2 separate regions of the Capsicum annuum genome follow, and region 2 is linked to region 1. The links are chromatin contacts, called in public Hi-C maps. All regions are on one chromosome and are shown on one strand. Each heading gives the region's core, a stretch centred on a gene start, on an enhancer-like site or on the middle of the called end of the contact. The rest is flanking DNA. Distances are from core to core; before and after follow the strand shown. Region 1 holds the start of LOC107840876 (RAN GTPase-activating protein 2). Region 2 holds the start of LOC107859324 (protein phosphatase 2C 70).

Region 1 (4,389 bases), core at 1,822-4,321:
ACATAAAGCATCACATTCAAACACCCCAGATCAATACAATGTGTGACATCTTCATCAATCTCTCAGTTGTCTTGAAAATAGCCTTTTGAAGATGACTTGAGAATCCAACCTCACTTATACTTTTGCTACGCGAGGCACATCACTGAACTTACACTCCACCTAGTCTTAGCTAGCTTTGACCATGGATTCTCAAATATTTTTGTCAAGCTAATTATTGATGAAGATTTGGGTAAAATTTCACCGTGTGTTTGGTCATAGTATTAGGAAAACTCATTTCATTTTTAAAAGTTCTCAAAAAGTGAAATTTGGCTCAAATACTAATTTTTTTTAGTATTTAAAAATTTAAATTATTTCAAGTTTTTTCCCCAAAACCACTTAAAAAATTTATGGCCAAACGAATCCTTAGTGTCACAATATAAAATCTCATATGACACTTTGTCTAATTTAGCTTATGTTTGTATATAATGATCTTTTATATACCATTTATATTTTTATATAAGGTTGAAATATTATATATGATTTTTTTCACCGAAATATACTATTACATTAGATTGTACAATTTTATATATTGGACTACTTGTGATGAACAATATATTTTTTAAACTTTCCTAAAATATTCTACTCAGATAAGAATACATTTTACTTTCTTCATTCGCTTTTACTTGACACTTTTTGATATGACACACTCATTGATAAAATAATGATTAATATAGTGAATTTACAATATTGCCCCTCTTAATTTATGTTTAGTAATAGGTATTCCCACTGGTCCAAGATAAGTAAACTTTTAAGCTATTTTCAGTGTCCAAAATAAGTTAATTATTCATTCATCAAGAGATATGTTGAAAATTTCTTTCAATTTCCTTCATTTACGCTTTTTATATTATGAGTTCCAAGAGACTTAATTAATTTTATTTTAATATGGCTGAAATTTCAAGAAAAGTTTGATAATATCTAAAAGGATAAAAATAAAATGTAAATACAATTTATGACCTAATTTCTTTTTCTTAATAGGTGTGTATTCAAAAATTTAATTAGAAAAAATGTATTAAAACAACCTTAAACTATACTTGAAAAGTCGAAATAACACCTAAACTATGATCTAATACACACTTTTACTATTTAAAAATAAATTTATTTTCATCCTAAAAGCTGACATGGCACAAAAATAAAAGTAAACAAAAACGAGGCCCGTTTCTGATTTTTTTTTTACATTTTTTCTTGATTTTCTCACCTTTTTATATTTTTCTTTCTTTCTTTATTGCATCTTCATCATTTTCTCTCTCTTCTCCAAAACCCACATTGAACTACCATTTTCGACATTACGTTCAAAGAAAACTTCATCTTCCCCACTCTCTTTCTCTTCAATATCATTCAAATCTTCATTTATATTTCCTCATTAATAGTTACATCTTCATTCTTTCTTTTCTCAAAGAAAATCATACACCCATTTCATTAAAAGAATGAAAAAAGTTAAAATAATCAATGAGACACAAGTTAAGAAAATGTAACTTTTTGAATGAAAAATCGTTGTTTTATTGAAATTATAGGTTTTTCAATAGTTTTTTATAGAGAATTTTTATTTTTCAGAAAATCCAATTTGACGGAGTAAATAATTTAATGGTATAAAGGCTAAAAAAAATTTATTGATTTTTTTTCAAATTCATACTGACTTTTTGGATATATATTGTTATTTTGCTATTGATTTAAATGTATATCTTTTGATTGTACTGTCAATAGGTGTTTTAGAAATTTGAATTTAAAGAATACTAAAAATAGATTTTTTTGAGTTCTTTGATTGATGTTGAGTTTTTTTGTTTGGGTTGTAAGAATTAATGTTTGTTTTAATTTAATATTTTTGCAAATTATAAGAATTTCTACTTTGATGATGTGGTGAATTTGTTGGGTGATGGATGGCGAGAAAAAAAATTGATGGTGGTGGTGACTAAGAAATTGATGGCGATAATGGTGGTGTAAGACGAAGAAGAAGACGAAGAAGAAGAAGAATTGAGTATGATATGGGGATTGTGACGAGCAAATAAATGAAGGTTATGATGATCGGACAAAGATTGGACATAAATTTTTTGGTGAGATGTGATTCGAGTGGATGGGTTAGCAATGAAGAAGATGTATTTAATAGAGTTTTTAGTGATTAAATTAGTGTAAAATATGATTAACAAAAAGTTAATAAATAAATAAAAATAAAAGTAAAAAGATGTAACAATTATAATTTTTGACATGGCACTGACGTGGTCTTGGATGTGGCAGGTGAGTATAAAACATCACATATTGTGAGAGTAGTTCGTACGTTTCAGGGTGGTATTAAAATTATTTTTAATATGTATAAGCGTGTAATAGGTTATTTCAGTAGTTTTAGTGTGCCTTTGACCTTTCGAATATAATTTAAGGTGGTTTTGATGTCTTTTCTCATTTAATTATGTTGGACTAGAGGGAGTATTGAAAAAGAATTTAGAGAATAAGTAATTAATGTTAAAGATAAAACATGAAAAAAAAAATTATCTTTTCATGATTTGTCAAAAATGACAAGTAAACATGAAAATCATCATTATCACCATCAACAACAACATACCCAGTAAAATTTCACAAGTGAGGTCTGGAAAGGTTAAAGTGTATGCAAATTTTACCACTACCTCGAGTAGGTAGAGAGATTGTTTTTGAAAAACCCTCAACTCAAGTGTAGCACAATCAAGTACAATTAAGAGGAAATCAGTGAAGAAAATATATCAACTAATCTGCTGCAGAAAGATAATATTCAGTCACAAAATAACGTGATAATTGAAATACGACAGACAATAATAATGATAGATATCTACGGCTAAATTCTAAGCTACCATACTATACTATGATGTAGAGTGATACTTTTACTCAACTAGCCTTCTATGATAATATATATCCTCCACATCTCTTGACAAAGATCATGTCCTTAAATTGTAAAACTAAAAATTAAATTAGAAAAATGGGGATAACTAAATCCCAACGGAGGAGTAATTTAAGGAAAAAAAAAAAAAAGTAAACCTTCGATTAAAATGCTACCCCCCACCCCTGCCCCCTCTCCTCTTCTTTTTTAATTAAATTCATTTCAAACAAAAAAATTTACATTAGGTTATCTCCCGAGTAGAAGAGAAATATAAGACACTGTTCCCCCCTCACGCATTGTTCACTTCACTTCCTTTGTGTTTTTCCTCAGTTCCCTCACACTCTCTGCGGCGGCTTTGTTTCCCGGTGAGTCACACCAGATAGACTCGCACCAAACATAATCAGAAAAACCCAGAAAGGATTTTTTATTTTCCTCTTCATTTCTATGGTTTTTTGTGCATTTGCGCTGTATGTGTTTTTACTTTTTTTTTGGTCATATGTTCATTTAGTTCACAGATCTGTGCTGTAATTTTGTTAATTTTTCTTGTTTATTGTGCTTTTACTTGTGGTTTAATGTTGTTTTTTCTTCATTTTGTCATTTGGGGTTTAGAGATGGATCGATGATTTTAAGTTAGTGGTGCGAATATAACACCATTGTAACTATACGTGCAGGGTTAGGACATGTTTGGTACGAAGGAAAAATGTTTTTTGGAAAAGAAAATGTTTTTCGGGAAAATAAGTGGGTTTCTTATTTTTTTTTCTTTGTGTTCGGTATACATGTAAAAAGATTATTTTAGAAGTGTGTGTATATAATCTAGGCAAATAACATGTGAGGTGGGGTGAATATAAGGTGTGTTGGAAGGTGTAGGGAGGATATAATTAATATGGAATGCTACTTGTAGAACTTGTTTTTCCTACTTTGCAAGTCATTTTTAAGGAGCTTGTTTTTCGGGGAAAATATTTTTCAAAGACCAACAGAACATGAGAAAATCGGAAAACATTTTCTTAAGGGTATTTAGAGTAGAGTAGGTTGCAATTACTGTGGAGAGTTACACCCCTTGGTTGGGTATAAATTTTTTATTTTTCTCGTGAGATTTGTTTGTTTGTAGAGGAAAAAGAAGGATTTTGTTTAGTAGTACAAGTTTCTGATGTTTTTAGCAGCTTTTGTTTGTAAATTGTATATATATGCTGCTCCACTCATAATTTTCTTCTGTAATGTGTAGCATTTTTTTTGTATTCAAGAATGTTTTAATGTGTTTTAGTGTGGTGAAATGAAATACATCTGGTGAATGTAATAATTTTGATTTTGAATATTTTACTTTGTTGTATATGAATATGGTGCATTGTAAGGTAGTTTATAAAAGAGTAGAAAACTCAATCTCATTTTCGATGATGGATGATTGTGGAATACTCAGATTCAGACGTAGAAACAACTTCATCAATCTTTTGACACCTGCTTGGTGTTTTGCGATGAAATATTGACTTGTCAAAAAAATGTATCTCATTTCTCTA
Region 2 (4,406 bases), core at 1,674-4,173, 350 kb after region 1:
TTGTGTCCCAATTTATGTGGCGTCGATACAATTTTGAGAGTCAACTAAATTTTTTATATATCTTTTAAATATTTTAAGTTGTTAATTATTATGATTTGCAGTACTTTTTTTTATTTTAATTTATGTGGCATTGCTAAAATAATGAGAGTCAATAAAACTTTTATATGTGGTAACAAATTATTGTGATTTGTGGTAACAAATTAGTTTTGAAAATGATAGCTAATTAAATAAATAATTTTTTTTTTACTTCCAATATGTAGTTATAGTTAATTAATATAAATTAATAGAATATATTAAATATTTAAATTATTATGATGAAACAATGAAATTATTATATATTGGGGCATGGTATGTAATTAAGTAAGAGTAGAGGGTTTTTTTGGTAAGAGTCAATAAAATTTCTGTATATCTTTTAAATATTTTAAGTTATTAATTATTGTGATTTGTGATAACAAATTAGTTTTGAACATGATAGACAATTAAATAAATAAATAAAAATTACTTTCAATATGTAGTTATAGTTAATTAATATAATTTAATAGAATATATTAAATATTTAAACCATTATGATGAAATAATGAAATTATTATATATTGAGACATGATATCTAATTAAATGGAAGTAGTTGATTTTTTGGTAATTGCAAGAGGTGGTCGAAACCACCTCTTCTATATAATAGAAAAGAAATACAATAGTTTTCTCATAATTTATATAAGTATTAGTTATGTGAGTTTCTAAATTACCAATGAAACGTGGTATTAATTTTATAAATGAATAATATATTTCTTAGTTAGCTACTAAACATGGTATAACTTATATATAATATATCTTATATATAATATATTAATACATAAACAAGTTCTTTCTTTTCTATCTTCAATATGATCCCATGTTATTTATTGGATCGTTATGTTAAAAGGCAATTTAATGAAATTGGAATTAGGTAAGATTGAATTTATTGCGTAAATAAGGATCTATTGATCATTAACAAAAACACTCCATTTTATGATTAATTAAGTGATAAAAGTGAGATAATTAAGTACTAGTAAAGAGATATAATTGAGGCAAATCCCATTTAGCAAGTAAGGTCCATTATCAGATTTAGATCGTTGACAATTGACATGTCCATGTGTGTATGACCCAAAATTACTCTCTTCTGCTACAAGCTAATATAATATACGTGTATGCATATTCTTTTCCACAGTACACACTCGTTACTCCACCTGTATAATACATTTAATATTTTAATTTTTGTTGATCTAACACATTTTTTAAGAAGTTTTTGATTAAAAATATATTTTATTAGAAATTATTTCTTATATTTTGAAATTAAAAATATATTTAATTTATTCATATCTTATGAATATTGTACCAATAGAACACATATATTTATACATTCAAAGTTGAATGAACGAAAAAGGACATAAAATGTCTTTCAACTATGTAAAATGGTATAAAAACACCCTTCGTCTACCTATTGGGCCTAAAATACCCTTTTCGTCTACCTATTGGATATAAAATGTCTTTCTCACCTATCTATTGTTCTAAAATGTCCTTCCCATCTATCTATTGGGCTTATTTTGCCCTTTTACTTAGGCAAATTATATGAAAAAGTCATCCATAAAAGTTAATTACATAAATAATAGTACTTTTTCGATATTAAAATAATAAAAGTTTTTTTTCTTCATATATAACCATTTTAAGAAATAAAAAAAGATAATCATAATTCTTAATTTAATGCAATAACTAATTATCAATTCACCTTAATTTAAGAGATATATTTTCAATCTTCAAATTAAAAGTAGAAAAGATAATCCTAGCTTTCAAATATTTTTCTCTCTTATATTCAAAATTCGTATATTTTTAAATAAACTAAGTATTTCATTATTTGCTCGTGTATGTTTCATTTTATTTTTATGTATGTTAATTATCTAGTATTATTTCATTATTATGTATTTTTAATTCTAATATAATGGGGTAACCATAATTTTTTATGGATAAATATTTATGGAATAAAAATCATTTTGTTGGAAGTAATATATCACATATTTTTGTTGTCTAAATATAATTAATGTAAAAGTAAGATTATTATTATATATTTTATAGAATTTATGAGATAAATATTCATGATATTTTTTATATAATTTTTGCTCCATTTGATATAATATCAAACACCATTTGCACCATTTGATATAATATCAAACACCATTTGATATAATATCAAATGGTGCAAAAATTATATATAAAATATAATAATAAACTGATTTTGACATTAATTATATTTATATAACAAAAATATATATGATATATCTGTACTTCCAACATAATGATTTTTATTTTATAAGTATTTATTCATAAAAAAATATGGTTAACTCATTACATTAGAATTAAAAATACATAATAATGAAATAATACTAGATAATTAACATACATGAAAATAAAGTGAAACATACACGAGAAAATAATGAAATACTTAGCTTATTTAAAAATATTTAAATTTTAAATATAAAAGAGAAAAATCTTTGAAAGCAGGGATTATCTTTTTCACTTATAATTTGAAGATTGAAAATATATTTCCTAAATTAAGGTGAATTGATAATTAGTTATTGTATTAAATTAAGAATTATAATTATCCTTTTGATTTTTTAAAATGGCTATATATGAAAAAAATATTATTTTTGCAATATAAAAAAAGTACTATTATTTATGTAATTAAGTTTTATGGATGATTTTTTTATATAATTTGCCTAAATAAAATGATAAAATAGGTTCAATAGATAGATGAGAAGGGCATTTTAGATACAATAGATAGGTGAGAAAGATATTTTAGATTGTAGATGAAAAAAATATTTTAAGCCCAATAAATAGAGGAAGGTTATTTTTACGCCACTTTACATGGTTGAAGGCATTGACCCTTTTGGTTGAATGAAATCAATATAAAAAAAAGAATTTGTAGATATAAAAGAGGTGGGGAAGGAGAAAACAAAGAGGATCAAAATAAATGCGACCATTTCAAAGCGAGCTTCTCGCAAAGCCGAGAGAGAGAGAGAGAGGGGTTGGTTAGATTTGATAGAAATAGAGAGAAATATAGAAGTAGTTGAAATTCTCTCTCATAATCATCATCACGTACGGTGAGGGTTCATCGCTATGCCAGGTGCTGCTGATGTTGATGATGTTAGCATCACCATGACCACTCTTACCACCAACAACATTCTCTTCTTATCAAACGAGGGTCTTCTTCTTATTGTTGTTATGCTCCTTTTCATCCTCCTTATTATCCTCATCGCCTGCAGATATAAGCCATGGCGTTTCTTTTACTCTTCTCATGTCTCCTCCAACTCTCTCCCCTTTAGCAATAAAAAGGTGAACCCCCTTTTCCTTTTCTTTTTTCATCCAATAAATGATCTTTTTTGCAATTGGGTTCTTGGGGGTTTTGCTTATTGTTTATTGTTGGATGATACAAAAAGTGTTTTTTTTTCCCCTGTGATTGGGTTATTGGGGTTTTGATTATGGCTGACCTGAAAAAAACTTTTTTGTTTGTTCCTAATATGGTGGGATGTAATCAAGATTGTGACTTTTCTTGATTTGGATTAAATTTGCTAGGGTTTATTAATAAGGATTAAGATAACTAACCCATCTTTATTTGGAATTGAGGTGTAGTTTGGTGATTGATAATAGTTCTAATATGATGGGAGATGGAATATTGATAGATCATGATTTTTGGTTTACGCGGTAGTATTTGCGGATGCATAGTATGAAACTTTATTGGTTTCGGAAGCTGGTATTGTTGCTTATTTTAGTGCATTTTCTGAATTGAATGTGGACTAGCCCAGCCTGGTTTCTATATTTAGGGACACTATGTTTTTCACGTGGTGTTTAGGAGAACAAGTTTAGACAGAGGAGAAAATCTGAGACTTGGAGAAGTTTCTTTTTGTTCGATCAGGAACTGAATGCGAATGCGATCCCATAATGACCGAGCAATTAGAGTTCTAGGGGAATGGAACGTGGAACTTCTTTGTTTATTCGAAGAGCAATCTACATTGTTATGTCAGGTTATGTGGTTGGTTACGTAAGAGGTTCTAAGAGGCGATTTTCGCGTATCTCCCATAAGATGTTACTTGGTATGTAGTCAAGTACTTACAGTTCAAAATTCTGTTTTATGGTCCCTAATGTAGTTTTTGACATGGTGTGTATCTGTTGAGGTACAGTTGAGGCTTTTGGAGGAACCTCATATGAATTTCTAGAATTATTATAAAGAGCTATTTCCTACTTCATCAGTCATTGCATATGCAGGGAAGTAGCATGGGCGTATAATATATTTGACTAGTCATCTAGGTATTTACTACTCCCTAGGTTTCATTATATATGATAGTATTTGACTTGGTGCGAAGTTTAAGGGAGAAAGA

The links. Hi-C and Micro-C count contacts between places; a contact is called where the count stands out from the background.
Region 2: a contact with region 1 is called in a Hi-C map of placenta, with 3 times the contacts expected there. The contact joins the promoter of LOC107859324 here to the promoter of LOC107840876 in region 1. A contact is called at or near these places in 3 of 5 Hi-C or Micro-C datasets (bud, leaf and placenta).

The regions. Positions count from the first base shown.
Region 1 is chr1:162,473,054-162,477,442 of UCD10Xv1.1, forward strand. LOC107840876 (RAN GTPase-activating protein 2) reads left to right here and starts at 3,072. Exons shown (of 2, transcript XM_016684821.2): 1 at 3,072-3,243.
Region 2 is chr1:162,818,942-162,823,347 of UCD10Xv1.1, forward strand. LOC107859324 (protein phosphatase 2C 70) reads left to right here and starts at 2,924. Exons shown (of 13, transcript XM_047407728.1): 1 at 2,924-3,363. The coding sequence starts at 3,148.